Regions from separate parts of the Oryctolagus cuniculus genome. Here region 1 is linked to region 2. The links are chromatin contacts, called in public Hi-C maps. All regions are on one chromosome and are shown on one strand. The core of a region is the stretch at or near the end of the contact, and the rest is flanking DNA. Distances in the headings are between cores, read along the strand shown. Region 1 overlaps AFG2A (AFG2 AAA ATPase homolog A). Region 2 holds the start of SPRY1 (sprouty RTK signaling antagonist 1).

Evidence for each region. Hi-C and Micro-C count contacts between places; a contact is called where the count stands out from the background.
Region 1: a Hi-C map of an unstated tissue shows a contact between it and region 2, with 3 times the contacts expected there. The contact joins the enhancer-like site here to the promoter of SPRY1 in region 2. A contact is called at or near these places in 4 of 6 Hi-C or Micro-C datasets (embryonic fibroblasts, psoas muscle, skin fibroblasts and 1 more).

The regions. Positions count from the first base shown.
Region 1 is chr8:41,554,853-41,560,617 of mOryCun1.1, forward strand. The region is part of intron 14 of AFG2A (AFG2 AAA ATPase homolog A); the gene reads right to left. Among named protein-coding and RNA genes, the nearest start is that of AFG2A, 150 kb to the right of the region's middle. Within about 2 kb of position 2,594, at least 1 of the 8 cell types and tissues checked has an H3K27ac peak or open chromatin away from gene starts, as enhancers often do.
Region 2 is chr8:41,315,226-41,320,663 of mOryCun1.1, forward strand. It overlaps SPRY1 (sprouty RTK signaling antagonist 1), which reads right to left and starts at 2,599. Exons shown (of 3, transcript XM_070047199.1): 1 at 2,469-2,599; 2 at 1,780-2,049; 3 at 1-32.

The DNA.
Region 1 (5,765 bases), core at 1,344-3,843, 240 kb after region 2:
TAAAAAATGAAAGGACAAAAAAAGTACATATGCTGGCACTGTGGCATAGCAGATAAAGTCGCCACCTGCAGGGCCATCACCCCAAATGGGTGCCAGTTTGAGTCTTGGCTACTCCACTTCTGATACAGCTCTCTACTATGGCCTGGAAAGCAGTAGATGGCCCAAGTCCTTGGGCCCCTGCAACCGTGTCGGGGACCCAGAGGAAGCTCCTGGCTTTTGATCGATGCAGCAACAGCCCTTGAGGTCATATGGGGAGTGAACCAGCAGATGGAAGACCTACCTCTCTCTTTCTCCCTGCAACTCTGCCTTTCAAATAAATAAATAAATAAATCCTAAAAAAACAAATACATAAACACAGTGTTATATATTCAGCCTAAGGAAATGGATAAAATCCTATCATTTGCTAGAGCTTGGATGGAAGAAAAGGTCACTAGTATCACATGATCCCACTCATCTCAGAATGATCATATATAACTAATATAACATCGGCAACAATTATACAGGTTACCAGACTGAGAGGCAAATAGAAACTGACAGAAAGGGCTTGACAATCAGCTGGGCTCCAAAGTCTTTCCAGTTATGAGGCCCAGACTGTCTATCTCTTCACAAGGGGTACATCATAAGGGAAGTGTGGATCTCCTTAAGAGAAGGTACCTGTTGACTTCCATTACCTAGCTGGCCCAAGAGGGGAGCTGGCAAGGTAAAAGCAGGTGGTATCTCTAACAGGAAATTGACAGTTTTGCCTGCAATGTTGCTGACCCTACAATGTAAAATGGTTCAATCACTAAGGGAAATAGCAGGGCAGTCCAAGCAACAACCAAAAATAGAATTACAACATGATACAGCAATTCCCACCTCTAGGTATATTTCCAAAATTAAAGCAGTATCTCAAAAGAGATATTTGTAAACTCAAGTTAATGGCAGAATTATTTCCAATGAAAAAAATGTTGAATGCTGTAAATACATAATGAAATATTATTGTCTTAAAAAGGACAGAGAATCTGTCATTTACTACATGATGACACTGAGGATGCTACAGTAAGTAAAGTCAAAGACTCACATAATGTATAACTCTATCTATATGAGGTTTTTTCAATGTCCAAAATTACATGCACAGAAAGTCTAGGATCTGAAGGAGTGTAGATTGAGGAGTTACAGTTTAATAGGTATGGAGTTTCAGTTTTACAAGGTGAACAGAAATGGAGATGGACAGTAATTAAAGTTGCACATTATAAATGAATTTAATACCACTGAACTGTATACCTACAACTGGTTGAGGGGCTGATGTTGTGTTGTATTGGGTAAAGCTGCCGCCTGCAACACTGGCATCCCATATGGGCGCTGGTTTGAGACTCGGATGCTCCACTTCCAATTCAGCTCCCTGCTCATGCACCTGGGAAATTAGCGGAGAGATGGCAAAAGTCCCTGGGCTCTTGTACCCACCTGGGAAACCCAGAAGAAGCTCCTGGCTCCTGGCTTTAGACTGGCCGAGCCCTGGCTGTTACAACAATTTGAGGAGTGAACCAGCAGGCTGAAGATTTTTAAAGATTTATTTAAATATTTGAAAGACAGAGTTACAGAGAGAAGTAGAGCCAGGGAGAGTGAGAGAGAGATCTTCCATCCGCTGGTTTACTCCTCAAATGACCGCAATGGCCACAGCAGTCTGGGACTTTAACCCACAGTACCACAGCACCAGCCCCAATGGCTCTCTGTTTAAATTGTCTTTTTTATAGGAAAGACTTTTTAAACACATTAAAGGCAAAAGCTGTATGGCTGTATCTACATTCTTCTACTCCCTACGGTAAAAACTGTCATTTAAAAAGTACAAAATTATTGACAAACCACAAGATCCCCAAAATGTGTATTATATTCTAGTATTATCTGATAAGAGATCAAACTACCAGTTTATGCAATATAGATGCTATAATTATTGCAGTTGAAAATAATACAAGCAATGTTAATTTATATTCAGTATGGGCTCAAGCTTCTATGTACCACCAAACACAAAAAAATCTTTTTCACCCTATACATATTACTTTGATGACCTTAAATGTAAAATTTTGGACTTGTTTTTTAGTAAACTTCTTATTATGAGAAAATTTTATATAACATTAGCATTATCCTTATTCCCATGAATATCAGGGTTAATGTAATAGTTTCAGGAAAAGAAAATACATATACAGCAATGTGATAATTAGTAATAAACTTCAAAACCCAGAAAGTATCCCCAAAGGGTTAATCTTAAGTAGATTGAAATAAAAGCCAAACTCACTTTGGCATTTTTCAGTTTAAACCTTTATAATGCCTCTGGCTCTGAAAAGATAGCTTTATTTATTTATTTATTTTAAACATATCCTCTGAGGAAGCTGTTATGATAGAGAACAGGTGTGGAGCACGGACTCCATAAATAAGACTAACCCATCATCCAACATCCATCATTTAGAAGACCATTTGCATTATTTTCTGTTGAGCTGTAAGTAAAAGAGGGATACTAGAATTTTAAGTGCAAAATCCATTAAACCATGTATATCCAACACTCCTAACCACTGAAACCGAAAGCAGATTCAATTTTAAAAATAACAAGAATATGAGTGGCTGACAAAAGACGGATTTCCTCACTTAGTCATCCTCCTGCATTAACAGCTTAATTTCCTACCCGTCACTTAAATCTGGATGTTCCATAAACAAGTTTGCATAACAGGAATTGAAGGAGAGAAAAGAAATATACTACAGTATTTCTTTTCCTGAAAGTTAGCATTCCTGAGCTACGGTATGCCACAGAAAAGGGCAAATTCCTTGAATTAGCAAAAACCTGTCAGTAGATATTTGCCCACTCTTGGGGACACCTGAAGGATCCACCTGTGATTTACTACAGTGTCCTGGATAATATTGATACAAATGAGAAAACACAAGCCCAGAGTGGTATGACTGGCCCATAAATGGGTGAATGACCGAGCTGGGAACTAACTGTACTGAGCAGTCTGGCTGGAGGGTCTCCACATTCACACACAGTGCTGATATCTGTATTCTACTTCAGATAACAGTGATCAGGACAAATCTCCCACTCATTTAAACACATGGCTTCTAAATTTACGCATTCTCATACCTTTTGAGGAGTTTTGTTTATTGGTATAAAGTTATGTTATTTTCTCATTCCTAAGGTATCTTTTGTATATCTTACCTAAAATAACTCTTAAATTTATTCCAGCAACTTTTAATTTTATTGAGTTTGTGGAACTAATGTTGGCAACAAAATAATTTGTGAGTCACACATAATTATAATTACATTTTCTCAACATAATTGAAAAAATACTTTATGAAAAAATACACTTTAACTTTCCATTTTGGTAATCAATCCCACAAAAATCAATGTTTCTGCATACTAACAATAAACATTTGGAAACAAAATCAAAATAAATAATAATGTTTTTTTCTTTAAATGGAAAAAAAAGAACTAAGAATAATTTAACAAAATATGTGTAGGGCCTCTATACTACAATACACTGAAATAAAAAGAATATCTAAATAAATGTTCATGACCACAGATTCAATAATGTTAAGTTGAAAATTCTCTCCAAATTGATGTACAGACTTCAAAAAATATACCCTCCCCCACAAACCCTAGCTGAATTGTTCAGACATCAACAATTTGATTCTATACTATAGATAGCAAGTTAAATGAAGCAGACTATCTAAAACAAATTTAATAAATGAAGAACAGGGGTGGACATTGTGGCGTGAAGGGTAAAAGCCACCACCTGTGATACCAGCATCTTATATGTGCACCAGTCAAACTCCTGGCTACTAGACTTCTGATCAGCTCCCTGATGATGGCCCGTGAAAAGTAGTGGAAGATGTCCCAAGTGTTTGGGCCCCTAACACCCATGTCGGAGACCCAGATGAAGCTAATGGCTTCTGGCTTTGGCCTGGCCCAGCCCTGGTCAAGGCAGCCATTTGGGGAATGAACTACCGATGGAAGATCTCTCTCTCTCTCTCTGTGTCACAATGTACTTTCAAAATAAACAAATCTTAAAATAAAAACTAGAAATGAAGGACAAAGTTGGAGGACATGTATTATTTTAGGTTCTACCATATAGAGGGACAATAATCAACACAGTGTGGTTTGACAAAAGGACAAAGATCATAGAACAAAATAGAGGATCCAGAAATGACCCATACAAACATAATCAACTGATGGCTGTCAAGGTGAAACAAAAAGGTTAGAGGAGAAACGATAGTCTCTTGTGGTTTGCGAATTGGGGATGGCATGCACATGCAAATAGACATCTATTCATAACTCATGCTGCATACTAAAATTTACTAATTAATAGATTACAGATCCAATGTAAAATTACAAATATTAAAGTAAAACTATGGAACTTTTATAGAAACACAAAGGAGTCTCTTCACCAAATGGTTCTTGGAAAATGAGATATACACATGGGGCACATATGCCAAAAAATGGCAAGGATTTCCTAATATCAAACCAAAAGCACAGGAAACAAAATAGACAATATCAACTATATCAAAATTGGAAACTTGAGTGCATCCGATGACATTATCAAGAATGAAAATGCAAACTATACAATCAGAGAAAATATTTGCAAACCATGTATCTGATAAGGGTTTACTATACATTATATAGAAATAGAAGAACTCCTACAATTCAACAACAGTAAAAACAATTAAAGGAGCAAAAGATTTGCATATTTCTTCAATGAGCATATACAAAAAACTAATAAGGGATATCTGTGTTCCCACGTTTAGTGTAGCACTACTCACAGTGAACAACATATGGGGCTGGCTTTGTGGCTCAGTGGGTTAAGTTGCTGCTTGTAATGCCCAAAATGGAGTGCTCATCTGAGGCTCAGCCATATGATTTTTGATCCAGTACCTTGCTAATGTGCCTGGCAAACAGCAGTTGGTGCCTCAACTGAGTAACTGTCCTTCATGTGGAAGACCTGGAAGAGGTTCTTGGCTCTGGCTTGGCTCAGCCCCAGCTGTTGCAGCCATTTTGGAAGTCAGGCAGCAACCACTAGTCTCTCTCTCTCTTTTGTCTCCTCCTCTCTCTTTCCATCACTCTGCTATCCAAACAAATCTTTTTTTAAAAAAAAGTATATGGAAATAATCTAAATACCGCCTAACAGATGAATGAATAAAGAAAATGTGGCACACATACACAATGGAATATTATTCACCCTTTAAAAAGAAGAAAATCCTGCCACTTACAACAACTGGCTGAATCTTATCAAGAAAAATCGCCAGAGATACACAAACACTGCATGATCTCATTTATATTTGGAATCTTAAACACACACTCATACACAATCTTTTAAAAAGTGACATTCATGGCTGGCGCCACGGCTCACTAGGCTAATGCCCCGCCTTGCGGCGCTAGCACACGGGGTTCTAGTCCCAGTCGGGGCGCCGGATTCTGTCCCGGTTGCCCCTCTTCCAGGCCAGCTCTCTGCTGTGGCCAGGGAGTGCAGTGGAGGATGGCCCAAGTGCTTGAGCCCTGCACCCCATGGGAGACCAGGATAAATACCTGGCTCCGGCCGCGGCGGCCATTGGAGGGTGAACCAAGGGCAAAAGGAAGACCTTTCTCTCTGTCTCTCTCTCTCTCTCTCTCACTATCCACTCTGCCTGTAAAAAAAAAAAAAAAAAAAAAAAAAAAAAGTGACATTCATAGTAAGAGAGAGTAGAATGGCAGTTACCAGGGTCTGGGTATGGTTAAAGGGGATGAAAAAAGGAGATACAGGCAAACA
Region 2 (5,438 bases), core at 1,349-3,848:
AATCAGTAGAAACCTGGCATGCATCTGAAATCCTAAAAAGGAAACCAAAATGGGGAAAAAAAGAGAGAGAGACAAAGCAAATAAATAACAGGAAACTTTTTTTTTTGGGGGGGGGGGATCCTGTCAAGTCACAAATTGCCTAAACCACCTGGTTATGATCGCCTTCATCAGCGGATTACAATGATGCTGGGGTCCTGGCCAGAGTCCAATTCCAAGAGAGGCTATGGACCACATCATAGAATAAGAATGTAAGCAAGAGTCCATGCCATAAAAACTAGAAGTTTTTCCAAGTTTTTAAAAGTGGAATCAAGAGGAAGTAATGCCTTCCTGTTTGCAAATCTCATAATTAAAATGGAGCTTGCCTTCATATGGAACCCTGACTATAAGCACTGGACTAGCTGTCATCTGAACAAAGTTCACTGTCAGTTCATCAGTGTTTTTGCGTAAAAGAAGAGATCCATTCTTCTAAAAAAATCAAGAATGGCTTTGGTGCTGTTGCCTTTTTGTTATTTGTGTGCTACTACAAGCACTGGCTTGATGAGGAGGAAATTAATGCAGGCATTTGCAAAAAACCTCAAGAGATGCAAAACTAAAATGGAATCTCAAGTCATTTTCAGTAGAAATTGGGATTCTGATGCTCACTTTTCCTCAATGAGACACAGAAATGAGCACACGAGGAACGCAAGAGGTCCTGGTGTTTTACAGCCACTACAATACATACACAAAACCCAATGCACATTTCTGTGAATGTTCTGAGCGTTCCTACTGGAAATCATGAAATGCCTTTTTTAAAAGCTTAAATAAGGGCTCACTCACATAACAAGATAATTTTTATGCACAAATAAGCGTTAGGCCTTTCAAGCAGTGTGAGGAAATCCTGGCTATCTTAATTATCTGTATTTCCTCTAATTTAAAAATCCTCATTTAGAGGACGGGGCCTTGATTTTCAAAAGTACTGCCAGCTCTGAATCAATGCGCCTCTTGTAATAAAATAAGTACTCTAACATCCTGATAAAAACAAACATCTATGTTTCCATAAAAGTCGTAGATTACTAATTTATGATGTATTCTTCATTTAAAAAAAAAAAAACCTACCAAGCATAAAAACGTTTCCCTTCTCATCAATGGCAAACTAAAATATTTTTCACACAAACACCTTCCAAGTCTACAGATTCAACCCAACGGGAAGAATGAAAAGAAAACACACACACACACACACACACACACACCCTGCCCATTCTCCACTAGGACTCTGCGCCAAAACACTCCGTGCCGGCTTAAGGAGCAGAGCAGAACACGGGGCACTCCCGGCAGCCACCGGCGCCCCGAGACCCTGCCCCGCGCTCGGTGCGGTACCCTGCCGGCGTCCCGCGCCTTCACGCCGCTCGCCCCGCGCGCGCCCAGCGGCACGGTCCCGGCCTGCCGCCTTCCGTCCCGAGGTCCCCGGGGGCTGCTGGAGGCTCCGAATCCTCCCTCCAGCCCAGTACCGCCACTTCTCAGCCCAGAGCTTTGCGAGCACGGGGGGCGGGGAGGGGGCTCTCAATGTGCCAAGAGTCCTGCAAAGGGGCCCTATCATCCCCACCACGCGCAACTTTCATTCTGATGGCCGGAACCAAGTCCACGCTGGCGGGGAGACTAAGTCGCCCAGATCCCACCCCGACTCTCCCAAACGCACAAAACCCCAACAAAATCTACCGCCTGGCACCCGAAGGGGAAGCCCCCCGGCCCCTGCCCGCGCGCGCACACGCGCCCCCGGAGCCGCGAGGCGAAGCGGCATACCTGTGCGGGCAATCCCGTCACATCCTCCGCGTCCCCGGGGGTCTCCAGCACACTCTCTGCGCAGGACACCGAGGGTTCCGGCCAATCGCGCCGAGCCTTCCGAGCGAGCCCGCGGCGGCCGGCGTCTAGGCGAGCGTCCGTCTACACTTTAAAGGACACGCCGCAGTCGCGGAGCGCTGGGGCCGAGCGCGCCGGGGCAGGGGCCGCAGCGGAGCGTCGCCGCCACATTGCCCGGTTACGACGGTGGAGCTGCGCCCTCTGCAATCCGCGCTGAGAGGAGCGGGGAATAAATAGTGGACGCAGAGGAAGGAAAAGGAAAAAGTTATGAATGAAAACAAGTTTTCTCTCTCTCTCTCCCTCTAGCTCCGGCAGGAGGCGGGAGGAGGCTGAGGTTACCATTACCTCAGGAGGGCGGACTTCCCCACTGTTAAAGTGGCAGTGCCCTCTCCCCTCGCCTCGCCGCCGCTCCCCAAACAAGCTCCGCGGCGCACGCGGGTTCTGTCCCGGGGTGGGGGGCTTCACCGCCCTCCACGAGCGCGCGCACACGGTCTTTCCCGACCCCACGTCCGAGCGCGGACTCCACCGCAGAAAGCCCGCTGGTGGCACAAGCCAGGACACTCCTGCCCCCCACCCAGGGAAACACCCCCACGAAAGCCCCCCGAATCCATCTTTCGCGTGGAGACCACAACCTGGGCCACGGCAACACCCGCTCCAAGCAACTAAGCACCGGAAGACCCTGCCTCGTCGTTGTCCTGGGCCGCGCAAGGTCGCCCCCCCACACACCCCGGCTGCCCACCCCCGAGCTCCCCCGCCCCCACCGCCCTGAGCCGCAGCCCCCAGGACGCGAGGGGCGGCGGGCGGAGCCTGCGACGCGCGGCCTCGGCCCTCCCCGGCCCTGCCCCTCCGGTCCGGGAGCCCCGCACCTGCCGCGCCGAGCAAGCCCCGCCCGCGCGCCGCCCGCCCGCCCGCCTGCCTGCCCGCGGGCGGCCGCCGCCGCGCACTCACCTAGGCCGAAGCGCTGGAGGGCAGCCAAGCCGAGCGAGCCGGCCCTGGTCTCGGTGCGGGCGGCGTCGTGCACGCGCCGCATCAACCGCGGCGCGCAGGACGAGCAGGCATCGCCCAGGCTGCAAGGAGTGGGCCCGCGCGGCCTCCCTCGCCCCCGCCGCAGCCGGGCAGGAGCGCTCCCCGCGGCCCCCTTCCGGCTGCGGACAGCAGTTCTGCGGCCGCTCGCCTTCGGCCGGGCGCGCAGACCTCTCACGGCTCCAGTCCCATCCACCTCGGGGCCGTTCCTCTGCAGCCCGACTGGCAAGAGCTAGCTAGTCAGAGTCCCTTCGGGAGGCCTCTCCGAGTCTCAGAAAAGCGAGCAGGGGCGCGGCGGAGAGAAGAGTGCGTGACGGGCCAGCTGACTGGCACGGTGTGCTCGGACCAGAGTGTACTTCTCGGGTGCCAATCGCTCCTCGCGGGGAGGGACGGAGGGGCGGCGGCCTCCTGACGAGTGAAAATCCACGTCACGGGCGTTCGAGACTTCACGGCGCCCGGGACAGGGCTCGCACAGGCGTCGGGCGGGCGGGTCGCGGAGCCGCGGCAGGCCCCGGCCGGACCCCGGAGGGCACGCGCCCGCGAGGCTGCCGCTGCCGGGTGGGGGGTAGTAGGGGGGTTGTCTGCCGCTTTGGGGAGGGGGCTGTGGAGGAGCGAAGTTTGGGGGTCCTTCTCAGAGAGAAAACAGAGACCGGCGTCGTCCCTTGTCCCCCGCACAGGCCGAGGCGCTTTCTCGGTGCCGCACGCCGGGCAAGTGGGGGGCACAGTGTGTCCGCGGGCAGCCTCTCCCGGAGAGCGCTCAGTCCCGGTCCTCCGACCCTGCGCGTCCACGGCCGGGATCCCCGCTACAGGGTTCAGAGAGAGAAACTCATGAATTTCCTTTCTCCCCAGGCCCTGGGCCGCCCGCTCCGCCGGGCCGAGGGAGCGGGGCGGGCCGCTGGCCAGCTCTCGCCCGCCGCCCGCAGCCCGCTGCCATGTGCCGCCTGTTGCTGCTGCCCGTGATTGACAGGCCGGCGCACGGTCGGCGTGTCAGCGGCGAGCCCAAGTAACATGCAGACTTGCACGTTTTTGCCCAAGTGCTTTTGCCCCCTTGGAATGCCTGGGAGTTCAGACCACGTTCAAGCAACGCCTCTGCGCACTGGAAAGCAATACACAGGGACGGGAAATTTAGGTTTTAAACCATAGCTTCTCTCGGGCTTCGGTCGCCAACAATGCCTTAAACAAACACGCAGTTGGTCCGCATACCGAGTGCCAGCCCCTCTTCGGCATAAGCGGCCCTGTGTTTCACGCGTCCGACCGCTCAGACCTTAAACTTGATACTCTTCGGTTTAGGAAAAAAAGTGAAAGGGACCCTGCTTTTTCGTTTAGTGTCAGCATTTACGTTGAGAGCATTTAGCAGTGGGAAGGCTGCTGGTGTTTTGAAATGCAACCAGTCCTCTTGGCTCTAAAGCGAGTTCAAAGACCTGTTCAGTCCTTGCAAAAGCCCACATTTCTCACCTTACCGTTCCTAAAATGTCTACGGAAGGAAAGGAAGGAACCGGCTCTTACCTAGTGCAAAGATTGCAAATTGCTTTTCAGGCACATGTACAGCGTCTGTAGCTGTTCCTTATCCAGGGCAGGGAGCTCTGTCTGCTGCTATCACTCTGCAAACCAGTGCGTGCTTTACAGAGCGAACCCACTCCCGCTCCGCAGAATTTCAGCTCCTCGCCTCCACCTCCACCTCCACGGCAGGACACGCCTCCAGTGATATCATGTGTCAATCACCCGGGCCGCCCGAAAACCTGGAACAGGATTTCCTCAACTGCTGTTTCCTCTTTCGTTTGTATGTACCAGCTTGGAGGTGTTGCCCTATTGACTCGTGCAATAAACATCCTCTGAAGCTTCGGGATTGCCTCTAAACATTCTGCAAATGCAGTCTGTCAGAAAGGAATGCATTCGAATTTAGCTATCAATCTTTCGTTACTCATCTGCAAGTGGAAGAATTGCTGGACTCCACCCTTGGAGTTGAACTAGAAAAGAACTGTGAACAACAAAAGATGAAAAAAGTTGTATGCCAAGCCATCACTTCTGATCAACTACAGGGGACTGTATATTGATATTAAATAGTTGGTAATGAGACATTCCAGTTCCTATTTAAAACTTCGGAAGAAGTGAAATCTTCAGTTTCAAAAGGTGGCACTCGTTGCAAATGTTAATAGAACGAGGTGAAATTTCCTGCTGTGAGTTTTTAAGTAATTGCTCTACCTTTAGCTTGTGATGCAATTTTCCAAAAAGTAATCACATGAAGAAAAAAAAAAAACAAATTCCTTACACTTTGTAATGTATTTGTATCATTTTTGCAAAAAAAAACCCACCAACTTATCTATTTTTAAGAATCAGCTAAGAATCAATTAATTAAAATAGAAATAATTTACCAAGAAGTTTTATAATTGTTAATAATTTTATGTGTCACTGGAAGCAAATAGGCAAGAAACTTGCTTTTTGCTTCCTTGTAAATAATATATCTAGGTATTCATTATCAGAATCATGTAGTACATACTATAATGAAAACAACTATATGAAATCTAAGGTTCCATTGAGACTTTTAAAAGATACTTGAAAACTAAAAACATAATTAGTGG